3 separate regions of the Sus scrofa genome follow, and regions 2 and 3 are each linked to region 1. The links are chromatin contacts, called in public HiChIP or PLAC-seq maps. All regions are on one chromosome and are shown on one strand. Each heading gives the region's core, a stretch centred on a gene start, on an enhancer-like site or on the middle of the called end of the contact. The rest is flanking DNA. Distances are from core to core; before and after follow the strand shown.

Region 1 (4,586 bases), core at 1,321-3,820:
CTTTCCCTACAATCTCATTTGAATCAGTCTTTTATAAAAAAGGAAATTTGATATCTATTTTAAATATAAGATGACGTTTTTCCTTTCTAGAGCCTGCACTTTATTTTGAAAATTCTTCTCCATCTTCTGAGGGTGTGTGTGGTCACAGCATTTATATGCAATATCATCTGTGCCTCCTAATCATCCTTCATTTCTCATTTTCTCAGAAACAGACTCTCTGAGCTTCTGCTTGAACTTTCCCTGTCATAACACTCTTTCCCATCTTCAGGTGTCATGGTTGAAGCCCCAGAGGGCTGAGACTAGTAAGACTGAGCCACTTCTCAGAGGGTACCCAATAAACTCTCATGGAGAGTGCCTGTGGGAGAAGGAGTGAGAGAGTGAGAGAGAGAGAGAGAGAGAGAGAGAGAGAAGGAACTGGAGGGGAGGATCATTTAAGTATTTAATGGAAACATTTCAGGTATTGAATTTATCTTGCTTTAAAGAGGCAGCTTCCCCTCCCCCATGACAAGATATAAAATCTACCATAAGTTTCACATGAGACCTCCGGTGCTTATCACCAATCCCCCTTTCAGATCAGAAGTTCAGGATGGGATCTTTTCAGCGCCACTACTTAATAGGTCCTTAAAAGGACCTTCCATCGTCCTTTTCTGGGTCAGTTTCAGCTTTTCACATCGTTCTCCCTTCCCCCATTGGGACCAGGCAAAGTTTCCCAAAATAAAGGCACAGAGGAACAAATCCAATTCTAATGGATGTACTTTCATCAGAGAATTACCCTAAATATGAGCTCCAAGACACCACCAGGCACTGAGCGGTTACAACGATGGTGTCCCTTTAACATGACCCATAACCTATGAAGACCAACAGTGGGAAAGAAAAATATAGGGTGCATAGTCAAGGGTTGGATGAAAAGGTGCTACTTTGGACCTACGTAATTGGTATCTGAGTAAGCAATGACTCTGTCACTTCAGGAAGCAAAATAGAATTCAACAGAGTCAAAGGAAAGAGTGGCAAATACTTACCCTCCTACAAAGAGGTCTAATTTCCCAGTTTCTCCGCCTGCCCACTTCCTTGTCTCTTTCTCCCTGACCAGTAACTCACCGAAAGCTTCCCCAGTCTGGCAGTTTCCTAGCTTCAACCTTCAGACTCGGCCTTTCAACCAAATTCACCCCTGCAGCCTAGGGGTGGCAGCAAGGTTAGGAGACCCTGGCCGGAAACCGAGGCCCGCAGGGCGCGGCTTTCGCCTCCCGGCTCCCGCGCTCCGGCTGGTTTTAGCAGCGCGGCGCAGCGGCAGCCTGGCGGGAGCTCCCTAGAGAAGGGGATCCCTCCCGGCCCTGGGAAAATTCACCCCCACCAGAGCTCCGGGTCTCCCAGCCTACCTGCTGCACCTGGGCTGCTTCTCGACCGGGAGCCACGGTCGCCGGGCGCCCGCCAACAGGCCGGAGCGAACAAAGGGGCTCCGGACAGGGAACGCGCCTCCTTCGCCGCCGCGCTCCCGGGCGGCGGGCAGCCTACCCTACGGCGGGTAGGGCTGCCTCCGCTTCCCGACGCCCGGCCGCGCGCGCCCCAGGCCGGGGCAGCAGCCAGCTCTGCTCCAGCGGCGGCTCCCCGGCCCCAGTGTGTATTCAGACCTGAAGTCCTCCAGCCACCGTGCGAATGCGCGTGCCTTCACCTCCTCACAATTCTTACCCCCTCGGCCCTAGAGACCTCGCCTGGCCCAGAGGAAGCAGAACAGACTCCGACTCTCCTTTCCCGTGGCCCGGGATTTGCTCCTGCGGGGAGACGCTGCGAGGCAGCCGGGCCAGGCAGGGGCGGGGCGGAGGCCGGGCGGCCCGGAGCCTTCACTGCGGACTGGGGGAGCCTGTCTGCCCGCACGGAGAACAAACCAGTTGAGATTTATTCCCGCTGAGCGGGCTAGAACTTCCCCCATTTAGCGATCCGGAAGAGAAGACCACATTTCCACTCACTAGGGACCTGGGCCCCTGCTAGGATGCGGTGGGCTGCAAAGCATTTTTTAAAATAGTGCAGTTGATCACATATATGAATTCCATATGAAACAACTGGTCTCCATACACTTTTCATTAGGAGATAGTATTTGTTAGACAACTGATCCATTTGTTCAGAACACGCATCAGTTTACTCTTCTAGGAAATGTAAGTTCTGAGTTGTACTTCGAGCACCTTATTTTCCTTTTAGGAGCAAGAATTCTAAGGGCAGGCTAGTCTTTAAAAGATCTCTTGTAACACCACTTATGCCTCAGGCTTCTGGGGGCCTCGGTAACAAAAGAAGGGAGCTAACATACAGCAAACTAGAGCTTCACGACGGCGGTTGGTTTTAAGAAATCAGTGGGGCGGTTGGGGAGAGACTCCCCCCTCCCCGCAATGAGTTCACTTTCAAGCCCAGCTCAATTTCAAACGGAGCTTAAAGCAGAACTCACCAAGACCAACATCAGCTCCTTAAACTCCCAAAACGGAGGTCGGCTCTCCTTCCGGCAGCGGAGCGAGTCATTGATTTCAGGAACAAAACTTGCCCGTTTTAAATCGTGAGCCGGGGCTGGACGGCCAGCGCTGCGCTCGCTTCCCCAGCGAGGAACTGGCTGGAACGGGCAGGTCTTGGCGGACCCAATCAGGGGTTCCGGGCGGAGGGCGGGGGCGCGGCTGGGCTGGTGTGCGGTGTGCAGCATTTCCTGCACCTTCTTGGCGTCACTGCAAAACCCAGACTGGCCTGTCCCTTCAACACCACCCCAGTGTGTTGGTGAAGGCAGTGAGCCCCACCCCAGTCTGTTGTCCGTGCATAGGAACTCCAGGAAATGCTTCTCCCCATCTCTTCAGTTAATTGAGATCATTTTACTCAGATCATCAGCTGTGAGCCAGGATCTGTATGTGTCCTCTTTGAGCCGTTTTTTCCCAATTCAAAATACTAATGCATGTAATTAGACCAAATCAGGAGAATATGAATTTCCACTAAAGGGAAGAGATTATAAATAAATCCTTTATGGGTCTGGTTTCTTGTTCCCCAAATATTGTTCTAGCGTCCTCCTGTAGAACAAACATTATCATTTAACAGAGGTGATATTTTGAACAGCTTTGTAATTGTATGTATTTGAGAACATGACAGAAAATAAAAGATTAACCCATATTTCAGTAAAATAAAAGTTTTGGATTTGTGACTGTGAAAGGAAGATGACAGGTAATGACTTAAAAGTAGATTACTGAGTCAATTTGAAAGTGTAAACATAACATTGTACTTGTTATTTCAAACCAGATTTTTAAGAAGTTTTAAAAGTAGTTTCTTTAAGCTCCTTAAAATATTTTCAATTATGCAGTTATTTCCTTTCATATATTACCTGTAGAGAGCATGGCTTGGTGCTGCCTTTATCAACTCAGAGACTGTAGTGCCAAATGGCATGTCCAATCACAGAAGTATTTATGTAATGTGATTTGTAAGGGAGTCACTGATAGTGACCTTTAAAAAGCTGATTCATTGTTAGTGCAGTGCAGATCACTCCCTTTATGCAAAATAAAATCCTGATGCTAAGCCCATAGACATAACCCCTAGGTATCATATGTGTATTCTGTATTTATGTACAAATGTTCATTATCATTATATTCGTGTCAGGTCGCTTGAAACTAGGCCCACATGGGTGCAGGTGTCAGCACATGTATATTCCACATGCTCGAACACATCGGACTGTACCCACCAAAAATACAAACTGACTCAAACATTGATAAATACATATAAAAATCATATAGTCACATCAGCTTATATGGAGATAGACAACACAGGCAAAGGATTAGAAGGAGGTCAGGATATTGGTGATAGGATGTGGGGCTTTTGGTGGGAGGTGGGGAGAGGGTGTGGATGGGAGATGGAGAGGAGCAGAGTGGCCCAGAATGCCTGTCCTGGTGCCTGCGTACTACATGGGAACAGCTCCTCTGCCCATCTGGGAGGATGCCTGTGGCAGGCTGGCTCCCTTTCCACCTCAGAGGGAGAGGAAGAGAATGATAGACTTGATGGTATAGAATGAAGTTCTCAGTTTCTTTTATTGGGAGGGAGTGTGTGAAAATTTTGAAATTAGTTAGAGATAAAATTAACTGATAGCAGTGATGCTAATTTGACCGTCACGAGGAAGGAGGACAGAATTGCCTTGCCCTCCGTGTCTATAGTAGCCGCTTGTGAACCAGTACAATTAGATTTATAAACAACTTTCAACCTCACTGTCAGGTAATCGTTTCACAGAGCGCTAGAGGACTATGGAGAGTTGCTGGAAAAGGAAAACTGTAGCATCAAGATGGTAAACTTTAGAGAATGGGGGAATTCAATTTGCATGTTAAGAGTTAGAAGGGGGACGATAAGACAGAGAAAGAGCAGAGGGAGAAGCAAATGTAGGAAAGAGGATCAGAGAGTTGGGCATGTATCATTAGTTGTAGGGAAAGAAGACTGAAACTTGAGTACAAGAGGACCCAGGAAATGGTTGGAGCCAAAGAAACCCAAAGAAGGGACAAGTGTTACTGAAATCCTGCAAGGAGAAGTAGGTTTGATAGCTGACTCCTTAATGCCTAACAGAGCTGAAGCATATCACTATAGTG
Region 2 (4,586 bases), core at 965-3,464, 200 kb before region 1:
GCATCTCCGGGCGTACAACAGCTGCAGGTTACCTTCTGGAAGGAGCTTCCTGGGGGTCCGCCCTGAGTGAGCCCTCTACGGAGTTACTCCCTGCTCCTCACGGCAATCCTGGGGAGGAGGCTCCACTGTCCTCACTTTAGTGTCCTCGAGAAAACCAAGGCCTGAGAGGGCCAGTCCTCCACACCCCGTACAGCTGAGGCTGGGCCTGCTGATGCAGAGCTGAGAGGGGTAATTTCTTCTGAGGGCAGAATGTTGGCAATACGCTAATTGCCCTGAGCCTTGGTTTCTTCACAGACCAGAGCCTTTCGGCACATCTAATTGTGGGGATTACATCATCTTTATTCTATAAATCTGTTTATAAAAAAAATTTATAGTGTGATCTTTGATCTAGTTGCACCTTACTTTTGATTTTTCACAAGAAGCAATGGTCACAAGACTTTCTGTTCATTTACAGCCTCAATTAACTGAGCAGTTAATGTGTGACTGCAGGCACAATAGGACGGCAAGGGGAAGAATCAGTGTGGACTGGAGAGGTCTTGGAGGAGGTGAGATCTGAACTGTTCTCTGTGAGAGGTGAGGACTTGCAGGAAAACAGGAGGGTGTTCCAGGAAGAAGAAGACATGAGCAGGGGCCAGGAGTCCTGTTACACAAGGGGCCTTGGGGGAGCAGGGCTGCTGGGGCAGGGTCTGGGTGGGGAGGCGGGAGGCAGGGGGAGCCTGGATGCCAGAGATGGTTGTGGTGCCAGGTTTAGGTGAGACTTGATGCAGGAGCCCAGGGAAAGGTACTGGAGACTGATGCGGCCAACAGGGCAGAGAACAGTCCCCGGGGCCTGTTTCATTCAGCACCGAATAAGTCCTGAGGGTTTAGAATTTGGAAAACATGTTCTTAGTTTTCCATCCTTCTTCTGCTTTGCTTAGGTGTTCCATAATTGCTTAATAAATTCCCAGAACTATATATGGTAACAACATAAAACACCATAAACCCATACAAGGACCATGTTGAAACCAACTTTTTTTAAGTGTTATTTTAACAATCTGATGAATATAAACACTCCCCTGGTTCTTAGGAGGTTAACACTTGAGAATTTTTCTCAGGGGCTAGACTTCATCTGTTTCTTCCTCTTCTTAGTTTCTATCTCTGTGATCATTGGATTTGTTTTATATTCCGAATTTTTTTTAACACAAAAACTATTTCAAATACTTTTTGGAAGTAGGTGGAGTACAAATAAATAATTATTGAAATTGTTCTAGATATGTGATCTTCAACATTTCATTATACTAAATAGGACAAAATAGGTCTCCATACACAAGACCTTTTGGACAGAAGATCTGAGGTCCTTTGTAAACCTAACTTATTAAACCTAATTCAAGTTAACAATCCCTGCATTTGTGTGTATAGCATTTTACAGATTAAAAACGTGGGGATTTTTTTGTTGTTGTTAATGTGCATTATTTTATTTGAGCCGCAGAACTCCTGACAGCGCTTCCTTTCATCCCCTTGTATTCAGCAGAGTGCCTATAAACCCAGGTAAAGTCCCAATAAACAAGTGCTTATTAAAAGAATGAGTGATTGAATTAAGTCAGAAATAACAATTCTGAGGTGGAATGTGTAGTAAAAGTTGTTCCCACTTGACTGAGGAAGACACAGTGTTGTGTTGGAGCCATTATGAGACAGGTGGGACCTGGGACCTGGGACCTGGGACTCTTTACTGGAGAGCTTGCACCTGGAGAAATGTCTCCTCCAGCAACACAATACCAAGAAACTATATGGGAAATAACTGCATGCATGCACAGTTCAGGCAAATTATGAACAATAATAAGAAAAGGCCAAAAACCAACTGCCACTTCTGAGGTGCCAGGATCAAAAGCAGACCCCATGATCCCTGCACACAGCACCACCAAGGGGGAGGCAGACCACCTAAGCCACCCCTCTGGCCCAACCCACTGACCCACCCCTACCCTCACCTCATTGAAGCAACCAGCTCACCGCCACATCGGGGATAGAGCACAGGCAAATATTATTTGTTTTTACTCCCTCCTGCTGCAGTAGTCCCACTAAAGCCTTCCCTGAATTCCTCATCTGGCCTCTTATCAATTTATATTGATTAAAGAGTCCAGGGACCCCGGTTGGTAACAATCAGGACCTGCTCAGGAGAGCTGCTGCACATTTCTTCCCAGCTACACTTCCATTAAGTGACTTCACCTTGGCAGCTTGAAACTGGCCACAGTGGGAGTATTTACAGCAAGGAAATCAGCAAAAACTGTAAGTCAGCACCCCTCCCCCTCCACCCCTTGAGAGCCAGTTTTAAAATATTTGCCAGCAAACCAATGAAATTAGGATTCAGACTAGTTAAGTGACTTGACTGAGGTTGAACTCCTGGGTAAGATGTCAAGTCCAGGCTCCTGGCTCTAAGGCCAGAGGCATTAGGGAAACTGATGAGTCAAGGATGAAAGGGGAGCCAATTTCTGACTCTGCAGCACAGCTCTCTAAGTGACAGAAAACCTATCTCCAGGGATGTGAAACATAGCAGTCCTTTTATAGCAGCAATGATAGGACAGAGCATGAAGACCCAAGTCCTATAAAATAGAATAATGCTCTACAATCCCTGTGCCACCAGTTTCCACAGTAAAGATTCAGGGCTTGTCTTTGCCAATTTGTTCATGTGGCATTCTGCTGCCTTTGTTTTTCCGTGTCAGTGAACAGAAATCTATCCCTATGTGTAACTTGTGAAGAAAGGTAATAGTTTATGTAGGTGTGGATTTTGTTGCTGAACACACTCAATAGGTCTCAAGTGGCAACAGTGAGAAATAGTATCGTAACCCAAGTTTCCCTCTGTTCCATGTCCATGTTAAGTTAGTCCTTGGACTCAGGCTGAATCGAGAACTAACTCTCTAAGTATCTTCTTTGTGGGAGGATAACTCTAAACAGTCTCTAACCTTTGCCTACAGTGTGAGCTCAAGTTCAAAAGCTTATGTCACAGTCACAAAACATGGGAAGATAGCTACTGAGTAGATTTTTGTCTTTTGTGGAGGAGACAGACAAATTGCAACCTCTCAAATTTGAATTAATAAATGATAACAGGAGTTCCCATTGTGGCTCATTGGAAATGAATCTAATTTCCATGAGGACACAGGTTCAATCCCTGGCCTCCTCAGTGGGTTAGGGATCCGGCATTGCCATGAGCTGTAGTGTAGGTCACAGACATGGCTTGGATCTGGCATTGCTGTGGCTGTGATGTAGGCCAGTGGCTATAGCTCTGATTCAACCCCTGGCCTGGGAACCTCCATGTGCTGTGGGTGCGGTCCTAAAAAGTACAAAAGTACAAAAATAAATAATAAAAATAACAACTGAGAAAACACATAATTTTCTACACATCAAATGTGGGTTGTAAATTCAAACTTCAGGTTGTTACCTTCCTTCTCAGGTGGATAACATAAGCAAATACTGTTGCACAGGAAGCAGCACCAGCTACTACAATGGGTATCCTGAGAGAAATCTACAAATTTGAAATTACAAGTTTTGCAATAAATTCTGGGGGGAGGGATTGTGATTTCTTCTTCTTCTTCTTCTTTTTTTTTTTTTTTGGCAATGCCTGTGATGTGCATAAGTTCCAGGGCCAGGGACTGAACTACAGCTGTAACCAAAGCTGTAGCATCAAGAGTGCCAGGTCTTTAACCTGCTGAACCACTAGGGAACGCCTGCATTTAACATCCCCATTTGGCTCCTGAACTGGTTTAAGCAAGGGCAGGTTTGTTTAACGAGGACTAGCTCATCAAAAGAAGCTAAGGGGGAAAAAAAAAGACTTAGCATGTAGAAGTTGATGTAGCATTAAGAATTTATAGATAATTTTATCTGTCTGTCTTTTGCCATCCCTGGGCAAGAGCCAAGAATTGCCAGACCATGGGACTTGAAAGACTAAAAAGGTACAAAGTAGTAAACTTTACAGTAGCTCCCTAGAGGATCCTTGTCAGTTTAAGTTCAAAGCTGTTAAACCTGCCACTTTCATCTTTAATACTGATGATTCATGAGACATTGTGAATATCAGATTGATCTCTTAAATGAAAACACCAGTCCTTTTTCCTAATTCATGTGAAACTATAAAATTTAAGTGTGTTTCTATAGAGATGATATAGGGACATTCAGGGGGGCAGGTTTCATAGTAATCTTTTATTTCCCTGACAAGGAAGAAACTGGAATCAGAGCAGAATAATTAAATGACTTAGTTGTTGTTGTTTTTTTATAATGGTCCCTAATATTTCCTAATTCTAGTCTCCTAGTCTTCCCTTTGGATTACATTATCTTCTTTATGGAACTTTGGGATTCATTTTTGTTTTGGCAATGACCAAAGGGTGAGAGGATCACTTTACAGTAAGAGAGAACTTTCGATCCCTCTACTGGTGGTTTCTTCAAACTGCAGGTCTCCACTCAAACATTTGTGGACACCATTTAGCGGGCTGACGTCAGAAGTATGTATTACATATAGTAAGTGTAAATGTTTCTTGGTGAAACTTTGCTTCTGTTATGTGTATATGAATGCAGAGTCAAGATCACTTTCCAGTCAACAATATTCAGCAACAGGGGGCTAC
Region 3 (4,586 bases), core at 1,237-3,736, 170 kb before region 1:
TAGAAAAAATCACTGAATTTCTGGGTGATTCTGCTAGTTTGAGAACCACTGATTTAGACTAAACTTGGTGGCTCCAGGGGTACCTGACCCTCACCTGTGGCCCAACGTGGGTCCTTTGTCTTCCTCATCGTTGTCAGAGGCAGTGCTGGTAATGCACTAAAAGGGAAGTGGCATCTACCTTGGCAGTGCTTAAAGCATGATTTGTCTTTCCAGGCTCAGGCAAATCCTTACCTAAAGGCACAGAATGGTCTAGATCCATAAGATTAATGATACACAGTTTAGTCCCTATGCCAGTAGCATCTGCAAAAAGAGACTAAAGCTCTAACGGGTTATTGTGGGGCTTAAATGATGTTTGTGAAATGCCTACCATTGTAGCAGGAGGCCAGAGCAGTCACTTATTACACGGTGGTGGTAGCTGCTGTATTTGACATTGCCTATCACAACCCTGGGCATATAATTGATGCTCAATAGATGTGACTAATTATTAATTTATTCATTAGAGAGGAAGGCAGGCTATTCTGGCTTGTTCCTTGATTTTGCCATAAATTAGAACAATGTGATTTGTCAGAGACAGGGAATAAATCATAATTAGGAAAGCTAAAAGGAGGCACAGAAAGGAGGAGAGCAGGGAAAGAGAGAATATAGGAAGCATATCCATATTCACGAGAGCAATGGAGACAATGACGATTCTTGGAGGAACAAGGAAGTATGGGCTATTGAAAACTATGCTCATTTCTTAGTTATAGTTACAGAATTTCAGAACTGGAAAAGAGAACCTGGAGTTCACAGACCCACCCCTTCGTGGCCCAGGTGAAGCAGCTAAGGCCCCAGATAGAGATGCGGGGATAAAATTGGTTTCTGAGGACAGGCACTGCCTGTTACATCTTCCATAAAATCAGCCAACTCATCTCCATGGAAACCTCTGAAGATTGTGAAAGTACAGATGTGGGAAGAGAGCAGCCCTCTGAGTGTGATTTATTTCCTTTCTATTTCTTATTTTCCTCTCTCATTCCTATTCATAAGCTTCTCCTGCCTCTTCTTGTTCTCCCCCCCTCTCCTATCCTTTCCATCCATGATTCTCACCCATTACAACCGGGTTCAATTCAAGAATCAGAGGTCACTGGATCTGCAAAGTCCAGAATGTCCCACATTACCAGTCTCCTTAGTCATGTGCTAGCTTCTAGGGGCCAACTCACAATTGGCTCTGACGGCACCAGAGAACTTACTACCATCTCACTACCTCATTAGGTTCCTCAAAAATACTTACGGCCCTTGAATAGCCAGATATCATGGAAACACAACCCAAAGCTGTCTTACTCCTTTGGGTCTTTAACGACTTTCTGAATTTCTTGCAAGAGGTTGCTATGAAAATTGTTGCTCTACTTGTGCAGGCAGAGTGCAAAGTGCCCAAATAGCATGGGGAGGGAGAAACCTCTGCACAAATCTCACGTCGGAGGTGGGCTAACACCATCTCTTAACCTCAGCCCATAATTGTTACCAGAAAGCATTTAAACACGTCCCCAAAGCCCTGGGGTGAGTGGCTCTTACTAGAAACTGAATACAGGGTGTTTGAGGTCTGGCTTTTTACACGCCAAAAGGGGAAGCTGAGTTTTCTGAAATAGGCTCAGAACCTGGCGACCGGGTCCCCCCCTCGTAGAATGGATTGAAGGACAAGCTGAGCAGATTCGCGTTTGCTCAGGCTTTTCCCTGGAGCTCTGCTGAATTCCATTAGTCCGCCTGTCAGGAAGAATCTGGAATCACCTAAGGAAAGCCCAGAACAGTGTCTACCACTGGATATTTGCTTAGAGCAGACGCTCTAAGGACTGATGCGGAGGAAGGTCCACGCGGGTGCTGTCCCAGAGCCTTTCCAGGAGGGAGCACTGGCGAGCCTGACCGTTTGCAGGCGGAGCATCGGCGCACGGGAAAAGCTGCACAAAGGAAAAGGCCCACACGGTGGACACACCCGTACGCACACTTGTGCACAGCAGGGTCCAAGCACAGCCTGCGCTTCCCGCTCCAAGTACGGATGTGTACAGAAGACGTTGATAACTGAATGCGACCCCCCCACAAAAGGGGGTAACAAACTCCAGCCGCTTCCATTCCTCCATAACAACACTTCGCCACCTCCAGCCCCGCCAGGAGTCGGGACCGGACCGGCAGCAGGGCCTCACCCAGCCCTCCTTCCCGAGCACTCACAGCTGGCCCCCTTCATGCCTCGGCTTCTCGACGGATATCTGGCGGGGGGAGGAGGGGCGATCCAGGAAGGCGAGCTTCTGGCATTCAGAACCCGGGTGCTGCTGGCTGGCGCGGCGAAGTCGCTATCTTATGTCCCCGACAGCTAGAGGACAGATCGTGAATCGCCCGGGTTCTGGGGACCTGAGCGCAGGCTTCGCTCGCGGGAAAGAGCGCCGCTTCCCTGCCCAAAAAAGTGCGGCGCTCGCGCGCTTGCGCGCCTCTCCCTTCGCCTTGGGCACCGCCCCCGGACAGGGAAAGGTGGGCGCGTAGGCGGGAAGCTCTGGGGCCAGCTGAGCTGCGAGTGGGCGGTGCAGACGACCCCCAGTCGCCTCAGCTTCTGTGCCTTCCGAACCCGCAGACTCTGCGCGCCTCCAGCGCGATGACAGAGCATCCTTCATCCCTACCGTCTGAGAAGCGGCGCGGGAGACGCGACCACAAGTCTAAAAACCCGTGCGCCCCCTCGGCCTAGGAAGCCAGATGCGCAGTTACAGCTAGATGGGGGCGACTCTTCTCACCTCCAGAACTGCCACTTTCGGCTTAAAGCCAGGAGTTGCCTTGGGAAAGCTGCTCGACCTAACCTTTAAAATAATCCTCTGTAGGGCGTGACTGGCGTCCTCTAGCCGCGCGGCCCTGGGGAGTTGGCCTTGGCTGGAAGTGACTCGTTTTGTGCCTGAGGAGAGCGAAGAATAGTGTGAGGGAGGAGATGCCTTAAAAAAATCATCCACAGCAGCAGTAGAAACAGTTTTATGTTGCTTTGTACCTTTTTTTTTCTGAAATGCTATTTTGGTTAAAAGAAGAAATGGCCCCTCAGGAGTTCACCCGGCGACTGGCTACAGTGATCACTCATGTCGGTAAATGAAGCTTTTTTAATCCTGCATTTTATTAATAGAGGGTGGGGGCACAGTCTCGGGCCTGGCCTACCCCCACTCCCACCCGGCCCCCTTGCAGTCCTGGGAAGGCCGTGGGGCGCATGCCGAGCGTCTCGGCCTCTGCCTCAGGTGCTGCTCCCGGTGGGCGCTGGCATACCTGGGGCGCTGCGCTTGGGATCCGGGGGTCCCTTACGCCTGGCAGGGCCAAGGCAGGCCGTGGGGCAAGTGCCTTCACCAGGGAGTTGCCATTTGTGTTGAGTTCTAAACTGAGGGCTCTTGGGCTATTAGGGCCTGTTACCCACCCTGCTGACCGCAACGGGGGTGGGGAGTTGTGTGGTGATATTACAAACTATTGAGTAGATTCTCCTGTGCTTTAGTAAGTTCCTGTTAATTATCTATTTGTACAATAGTGTGTATGTGTTATTTCCACCCTCTCAATTCCTCCCTCCCCTGCAAAGGTTTTACCTGTGGTAACCATAAGATTTGTTTTGAAATCTGTAAGTTTCTGTTTTATAAATAAGTTATTCTGTATCATTTTTACTAGATTAAACATGTAAGTGATATCATATGAAATTTGTCTTTCTCTGCCTGGACCTAGAGATTATCATACTGAGTGAAATAAGACCTTGGCCTGTGCTATAGCAATACCTCCTGGAGGTGTCTGGACCCTGGCTAACCCCAGTGAGAAACCTCTGCAAGCACCTCCACCGCCTATCAAGCAATTTTAATCCTCTTCCATGTGTTACAAAACGGGAGCAAACATATGTGCCTTGCTCCTGAAATAAGGGTTGTGGTGGAAAGTCAGGCCCTATATAATAGTAGGAGAACACTGATACAGTGGCAAGTTAATTCTTAATGTTTTCTTCCCCCAGCCCTTCCCTGGTCCTCCCCAAATAAAAAATATGCTTGGGTTTAGATGCTTCGGATATAGATGACTAGAATTAGCTGGATAATTTTCTCTGTTGCTCACTTCATTTTGAGACCCTTCTATATATGCAAATCAGTTTTCACTGACAAGGCCAGGAAGTTTTCAGTGTTCCACCCATTTGTTAAACTGTCTTCTTGGTATTTACATGTTTAGTATCATTTTGATCAGTGAACCATTATTGCTTTCGGAGCACCCTGGTTCAATGTGTTTATTGCAATAACTATATACATCTTGAATGTACACACATGGGGATTTACTTTGTGAAGATGATTTATATGGAGGAAGCTCAGTTTTGATGATTCAATTTAAAAAAATGTTTCTGGTGCCAAATGTGGCCACTGAACTGATTTTTCCTTAAGACAGAATGTCAGTAGAATCCTACCAGGAAGGCTGAATGTGAAATACTGCTGAAGGCAGCAAGAGATAAAAAAGAATTTTGAGTTTGAAATATATTGCATGTCGAGATGATTGTGCTAAATACCAGTGTGTGCATGAAATTGTGGTGCAGGAAAAGTAGTGGAACAGGGATATGACTGTCTGAATTTGAATTCTGC

The links. HiChIP or PLAC-seq counts read pairs in DNA pulled down with a chosen protein or histone mark.
Region 2: a contact with region 1 is called in an H3K27ac HiChIP or PLAC-seq map of skeletal muscle, with 2.6 times the contacts expected there. The contact joins the enhancer-like site here to the promoter of B3GNT5 in region 1. A contact is called at or near these places in 9 of 47 Hi-C or Micro-C datasets (brain, differentiating spermatogonia, embryonic fibroblasts and 5 more) and 2 of 2 datasets of contacts at active chromatin or transcription factors (alveolar macrophages and skeletal muscle).
Region 3: a contact with region 1 is called in an H3K27ac HiChIP or PLAC-seq map of skeletal muscle. The contact joins the promoter of MCF2L2 here to the promoter of B3GNT5 in region 1. A contact is called at or near these places in 1 of 5 promoter capture datasets (fetal skeletal muscle), 2 of 47 Hi-C or Micro-C datasets (embryonic fibroblasts and fetal heart ventricle) and 2 of 2 datasets of contacts at active chromatin or transcription factors (alveolar macrophages and skeletal muscle).

What each region holds. Positions count from the first base shown.
Region 1 is chr13:121,204,685-121,209,270 of Sscrofa11.1, reverse strand. B3GNT5 (UDP-GlcNAc:betaGal beta-1,3-N-acetylglucosaminyltransferase 5) reads right to left here and starts at 2,570. Exons shown (of 3, transcript NM_214327.1): 1 at 2,435-2,570. The region is part of intron 15 of MCF2L2 (probable guanine nucleotide exchange factor MCF2L2); the gene reads left to right.
Region 2 is chr13:121,406,794-121,411,379 of Sscrofa11.1, reverse strand. The region is part of intron 5 of LOC100624963 (a long non-coding RNA gene); the gene reads right to left. Among named protein-coding and RNA genes, the nearest start is that of MCF2L2, 31 kb to the right of the region's middle. Within about 2 kb of position 2,214, at least 1 of the 83 cell types and tissues checked has an H3K27ac peak or open chromatin away from gene starts, as enhancers often do. A contact at or near this core is called in skeletal muscle, where this site is marked.
Region 3 is chr13:121,376,271-121,380,856 of Sscrofa11.1, reverse strand. It overlaps MCF2L2 (probable guanine nucleotide exchange factor MCF2L2), which reads left to right and starts at 2,486. Exons shown (of 27, transcript XM_021069898.1): 1 at 2,486-3,086. The coding sequence starts at 3,011. It also overlaps a transcript of LOC100624963 not described here.